2 separate regions of the Acanthopagrus latus genome follow, and region 1 is linked to region 2. A link is a contact called in public Hi-C data. All regions are on one chromosome and are shown on one strand. The core of a region is the stretch at or near the end of the contact, and the rest is flanking DNA. Distances in the headings are between cores, read along the strand shown.

Region 1 (2,970 bases), core at 236-2,735, 160 kb before region 2:
GCTAACATGACCTGCTAATTGCAGTTATCGTGGCTAGCTGCTGGTCAAGCCGCTAACTTAAGCTAATGCTACCATCAAACCAAGCTCAAATTGTATAGAAATGCCGTTTATTTACCACTCTGTTCGTCTCCCCTGTCATGTTTCCTAGGATAGTAACAAAGCTCTTCTCACGGTGATGAATTACTGTCCAGTGTGTCCTTCCTGTTGGGGTTGTGGCCGTCTCGTAGAGCCACCTCCTTCATTAATCAGCACATATCCACGAGCATTAGCCAAAGAGTGCGAGAACGAGAGGGTGCGCTCCCAACTTCTTACTTCCGCATTCGTTTGAATCTTGTTATTTAGACAAAAATACCTTTTCTGGGGTTCACTGAGAGCTTTATTTGTCCACAAGTCTGTTTGTTTTCTCTGTAGAGACACTTAAATACTTGGCGCATGGAGCGTGCAATCGTAATAATCAGCGACAGCAGTGTATTGATTGTTATAATTATGAGTTAAGGTGTATCAAAAAAAGGCTAGTTGTGAGATAGTGAATACATGTTATTACTGTAATTTAAAAAACTACATGTACAATAGTTATTGAAGCATTGGTTAATGTAGTTCTGTTTCATCATTCTGCCTTTAAATGAAAAATTAAATCATGAAATATTACATGGATTCTAGCTGAAAGTTTCTTCTCTTTTGTGGTCACTTAAAGATCTCCTGTAGACAATTCAAGGCATTTAAAAGTACTAAATAACAATATAGCTGGTTCACCCACAAAAATAGTTTACCAAGTTAAAAGTCTTAAAACCACATTTAATCCTTCCCCCTTACTGAAATATACAGAACAACTGATAGATACATGATGTGAACTGGATATCACATTTGTCTAATTCTGATGAATATTACATATACATATCAAATATCAAAGGCATAGGCAACTGACACAATGTTGCCCTGACAAAGTGGGTGCAATTTCAAGTGAAGTTTGTTAAGTGGGCAGAGATGCATCTTGGTGGTGCACTCTCTGGTAGGAGGTACCTGATGATGCGTCACTGGTCATATGAAGTGGTTCGAGGCATGCCCTCGTACTTTTAATGTACTTAATTGTTTAAAACCCAAGTCCTAAAACACGATATGACCTTGAAGGACCAGCAATGTAGGCTGTAACAAAAGTGCCATTGCTTATAATAATGACGCACCTAAGGAAGCCTATTACTACCATTAAAGGTGCCACATGAGATATGTTGAAGTATTATTTCTAAGTTTCATCATCTTACATCACTTAGGTCTCTGTGGGTTCCACGGTCCTCGTATCAAGCTTCATGGAAAATAGCAACAAACAAAAAAAGGATGACATAACTAGAGTCGATTTTAAGAGTTCATACATAGAGATCTTTGTGGGCAGATTTGTTGGGACTCACGTTAAAGGACAATGTATGTGTTACCAAATGTTAAAAGTGTTCTTCTTTGCGGCTGTCGCAAGTGCATCGCTGCCAGTGTGTACAGAATAACAGCGTATCAACTGAGACAAATTCAGCCAACGGAACCGGAAACAAGAATTGGCCTTCAAAATAAAGGTAGTAAAACGGTTCACTGGCACCCAACAGCTATACAGTTACAGATCACAACAACAAACAATAGAACTCGAATCAACCAATGGGATGATTAGATGATATCTGTGAGATTGCTGCTTTTTTTCTTTCTTCTTTTTTTAACATGTTAATAAACCACATGGCCCAAGTAGTTTTTGAAGGCTTTTAATTTGAAAGCAGAGTGGGAGGTGTGTTTTGCTGTAGCGGGCTGCATGGTCCACCGGATGCAGTGGCGACCCGTGTCGCTGCAGTGTTGCGCTTTCCTGTTTACGGGCGGGAAGAGCGAACGTAGCTGACTGTGGAAGCTACTGGGTTTAAATTGGCAGCACATTTGTTTTTAATTTTCCTTCATGCTTATTGGTTTGCACGTTTTAATGATACACGGGGCATTGCGAGGTCTTGAGGGTACCTTTTAGGCGGGCCGTTGCTGAAAACTAGAGGGGTTTTTTGAGAGTGCGGGGCAGATGGAGGATCCTCCTGCAGATTCTGGTGGTGGTGGCGGCGGTGCAGCAGCGGAGGGCCCCGCGGTGCAGGTGGCAGATATCTGCTGGCCGACCGGGGCTCTCCCTCTACGACTCCTGGAGTGGAAAGTCAAACCCGGGTCTCTAATTAACGTGGACTCCGTGTTGGCACTGTGTGCTCCCATACCTCAGGAGAAGGGGGCAGAGGCTTCCAGGCTGCCAGAGAAGAAGGTGAAATCGGACCGTGCTGGAGTAGTCAAGGAGCTATGCTGTCAACTTGGACAAGTCATACCCCCGGGGTGAGTCACTCTGCTTGCTATAGCTAACTATGTTCACTGACCCAGCCATTGCCGGGAAAGGCTACAAGCAGCATGTCAGCTGCAGTTTTGGTACTGCTTTTCCAGCTTCAGGCTCAACCCGTAGTGCAACGTTAGCTAGCTAGCGAGCTAACATTGTTACATATAGGTGCTAAGTAACGTTAGCTTGTTTGCTAGCAGTACCCAAATCACTCACAGCACTTGTTCATGTCAAGTCAGTCAAAACAAACAAGGAGACTTTGGGATACAGCTTTCAAAATAAAAGTGCATTGAGTTAGATAGTCTGTTTCTGGATCTTTTTCGGATCTCTAAACCAGTTGAAAATGAGAACCAGCTGCAAACAGAAATTCGGCTAACATTATACGTTTTCTTGAACGGTCTCTTGAATGTACGTGCAGCCAAGTTTACAGGCTAAAGATTTCTTGCGCCTTTATTTTGAAGGCACGATCACGTGAAGCGCCGTCTCGTTGTGTTTGCCTTGACGCAGTCGCCCCTCGCGTGCACGGAGTGTGTACATGCTGCATAGGTTGACAGGTGGAGGACTGATCCGAGTCTCCCGATGTCCCAGTGGATCTGACACGACAGTCGTTACTCCTGCTTCCACATGGACGCTTTTTG
Region 2 (3,129 bases), core at 18-2,517:
TAAATTGAGTGATTTCCAAATGGAGTTTTGTTACAGTGCAACAAAGAGGGAATAACTCGTCACCTGAAGAGTATCCTCAGGATGTTTGCCACCAGGAGAACCAGGCACACATAGGTGGAGAACCCCTCTGCGTTCTGGGTCCTGCGGATGTCTCTGTACTGGGGGATGTAGGGCACCACCCCACCGAACACCATGGCACCAGCAGCCACCCACGACACCAGGCTGTTAAACACAGCCACAATCTGTTCGAATAGCTCATCATCCATGTTGAGCAGCTCAGCAGTCCAACACCTGGCCGAGAAGTTGTGAAGTGATGTCAGCTGGCTGTCACTGCCTCAGCGGAGACTACGACGAGGTGTTTCTCCTCGGCTGGATCCTTGAAACGAGTTTGACAGTGTAACAAAACAAACATCCGTGAGTTTCGTGCATAATCCTCACACGGACAAAGAAGAAGCTACTGCCACGCCATCACAAGCCGAGCAGTGAATCCGAAACGACGACCCCCGGGGGCTAACGATACAGTAACATCGGAGAACAGTCCAAACAGTGAGAACATCAACGTGTTAGCTACGGTGCCAGCGGAAAAACAATGCTTACAACAGGAAGCGGCGAAATTTGCTGTGGAGGAGACGACTGTAGATGCTTATCTGCTCAAAACGTCCCAGTTCTCTGATTCAACACTTCTGTTGATGCTAGCTGGCGCTGTTTTGAAAAGCTGCGCCGAACTCACGAGAAGAAACTCTCAGTTTTCCTGAAATAGTATAGAAAGCCCTTGAAATCTGCAGGAAAATTACAACAAACCGCATTTTTGTTGTCCAGGGTTCTTATATCATAATAGTTTGTTCGGCAAGTGGCCCATACTCGGTGTATTTCTGTTATATGGTCCAGCCCACACTTCCTGAAACGTCACACGTCACGCGTGACGACAAAGATGATCGACTCGGACAAGAGAGTTCACACACCACCTAAAACTGTCGTGTAAGCGGTCCGCAGCTCAAAGCAGGGATTTCTGAACTCACAGTGTGACTGTATCAGCAGTTTGGGAAATGATGGAGGGCAAACGGTTATTAATTAGGCTTTTTCTTAAAAAAACAAAAACAAAACAGCGGTGGAACACATGATTAAATATGTGCATACATGTACCACAAGGAACTTTAACTAGGAAACAGGCTCAGTGTAATACTGATGCCTCAAAATAACACCAGGACCATCAGGAAGAATTTTGGCTATTTGTATTCCTATTCTGAATGATGGTCAGTTGGTGATCTTCATTTGTAGAGGGACCATGTTCAATATTAAACATAAATGTTGCCATTTGATGCATTGCACCAGAGTTTACATCTGCAGTCCCTTGGCAGGTCATATATAGGCTATCATAATACCTGCTCTGAAAAAAAGGCGTACATCTGTATGGATAAAACCCCCTTCAAGTAATTCAAAGTCACATTTATAGATTTTAGAATTATTTAGCTTTTCTAGAATAAAGTTAATACTTTCTAACCAGTTAATGTTAGTTTTTATCTAGGGGCTCCAGTCCTGCATGTGGCCCACACCATTTTTTTTTCCTGTGACCGCTCCTGTAAATGAATCCAACCCTACTACAGGCAATGAAAATTGTACTGAAGTGAGGAATCTTACTCTGCCTGTTCTTGCTCTTACAGCTGAGCTGCACCTTGTTGAATATTTCATGCAACCTGGTTTATTTTAGTTGGCTTATTGCTTTGCACACCACGGCAGTGCCATACAAATAACAGGAGCGCTGCAGTTCAAATTGAGATGCCTTTTTACTGTGTTAAGGTTTTTAACATATTCAGCGGGAGTGAATTCAGACTGTCACCGACACAAAATCCAGATTATAAAGATTTAAAAAGGCTTAATGAAAGTTATATAACCCTCAGAGCAGACAACCTCTCATCTCTCAGCTGTCACTTTGATCCAGGATAATCTCTTACGTAAAAAAAAAAACAGAGCTTCAGTTTGGGGGTAGACAGACACAGAGACCTGCCTGACGGGATCAACCAGTTTACAAAGAGTTAATAAAACGCTCTGCCCATATGCTTCCATGCATACAGATCCCCGCGGATGTCAAAGTCAAGTCCAGCAAAGTAAGTCAGCACGGGACCGGATATTCAATAACAGATACCTTCACAATAAATGCGCTAACTATGAAGCTTGCAGGAAACGTGTCGTGGTGTCGTGGCAGAGGACGAATCGAACACCGGATTTGATTTAGTCTTTGCCATTTCGGATCAAGGTCACTTCACGATTTGAATTGGGTTTTCTAGACTTAAGATATAAAGTAAATAAAGCACATCTGATATGAATTGTAATCATACATTTTTCACGTGAAAACTATGATTGAAGGTGTCAGTCATGTTCCTTTGCTGAAATATACTAGTGTGACATGCTTGAGTTGTATGTATTTGAATTAAGCCCTTATTTATTGTAGAAATTAACATATAAACTGACAGTGAAATGTGATGTTATCGGAATAACACAAAACTGAGTAGTACCTCACCAAAGCAGAAAAAAGGCAGCAATGCTTTATCACTTGACCTTTATTTTGAAATGATAGACACGAGCGGAAGTCGTATAGTTTTCATTCCCCCGACTGAACTCGCCGCAAAGTTATGGGAGTCACAGCTAACGTTCCTGGGGGGAAGCCCAGTTGGGATTTTTACTGTCGTGGCCCCGTCTCAGTTACACCAAACAAACGGCATTATTCAGGTTGTTTGGCCGAGGTTTAGACTCTCGTTCTAATCTCTGTTGCTCCTGAAGAAACGATGTCAAAAACAGACAGCAAAGCAGCTGCAGACATGACAGAGGCGGTAAATTTATCCGGTGTGAGCCGACGTTCTGTCCTGTAAGATACTTGTTGTTTTTGACGGTTTTCTCTCCCTGTAGATGGAGAAGACGATGGAGAGACTGCAGGGACGATTCCAGGCGGTGTCTGAACAGCTGGAGTCCAAAAATATCCTTTAAAAAAAACCAGCTACATCCACTGTGGCCACAGCTGGTAACCTTCACTTTGAGGTGGCTCAGGTTCGGTGTGTGGCGTGTAGTCCGTTTGTCTCGACTCAGAGAGGTGCCATGTTAGCTAAATCAGCTAAAACACACCTGGGAGCACCT

Evidence for each region. A called contact is a pair of places that touch in the nucleus more often than the background predicts.
Region 1: a Hi-C map of muscle shows a contact between it and region 2, with 4 times the contacts expected there. The contact joins the promoter of adck5 here to the promoter of LOC119016728 in region 2. A contact is called at or near these places in 4 of 4 Hi-C or Micro-C datasets (liver and muscle).

Annotation. Positions count from the first base shown.
Region 1 is chr3:22,499,045-22,502,014 of fAcaLat1.1, reverse strand. It overlaps adck5, which reads right to left and starts at 1,485. Exons shown (of 15, transcript XM_037092315.1): 1 at 1,342-1,485. It overlaps ctdp1 (RNA polymerase II subunit A C-terminal domain phosphatase), which reads left to right and starts at 1,748. Exons shown (of 13, transcript XM_037092313.1): 1 at 1,748-2,334. The coding sequence starts at 2,039.
Region 2 is chr3:22,338,115-22,341,243 of fAcaLat1.1, reverse strand. LOC119016728 (solute carrier family 66 member 2) reads right to left here and starts at 1,267. Exons shown (of 6, transcript XM_037092922.1): 1 at 598-1,267; 2 at 64-376. The coding sequence starts at 266.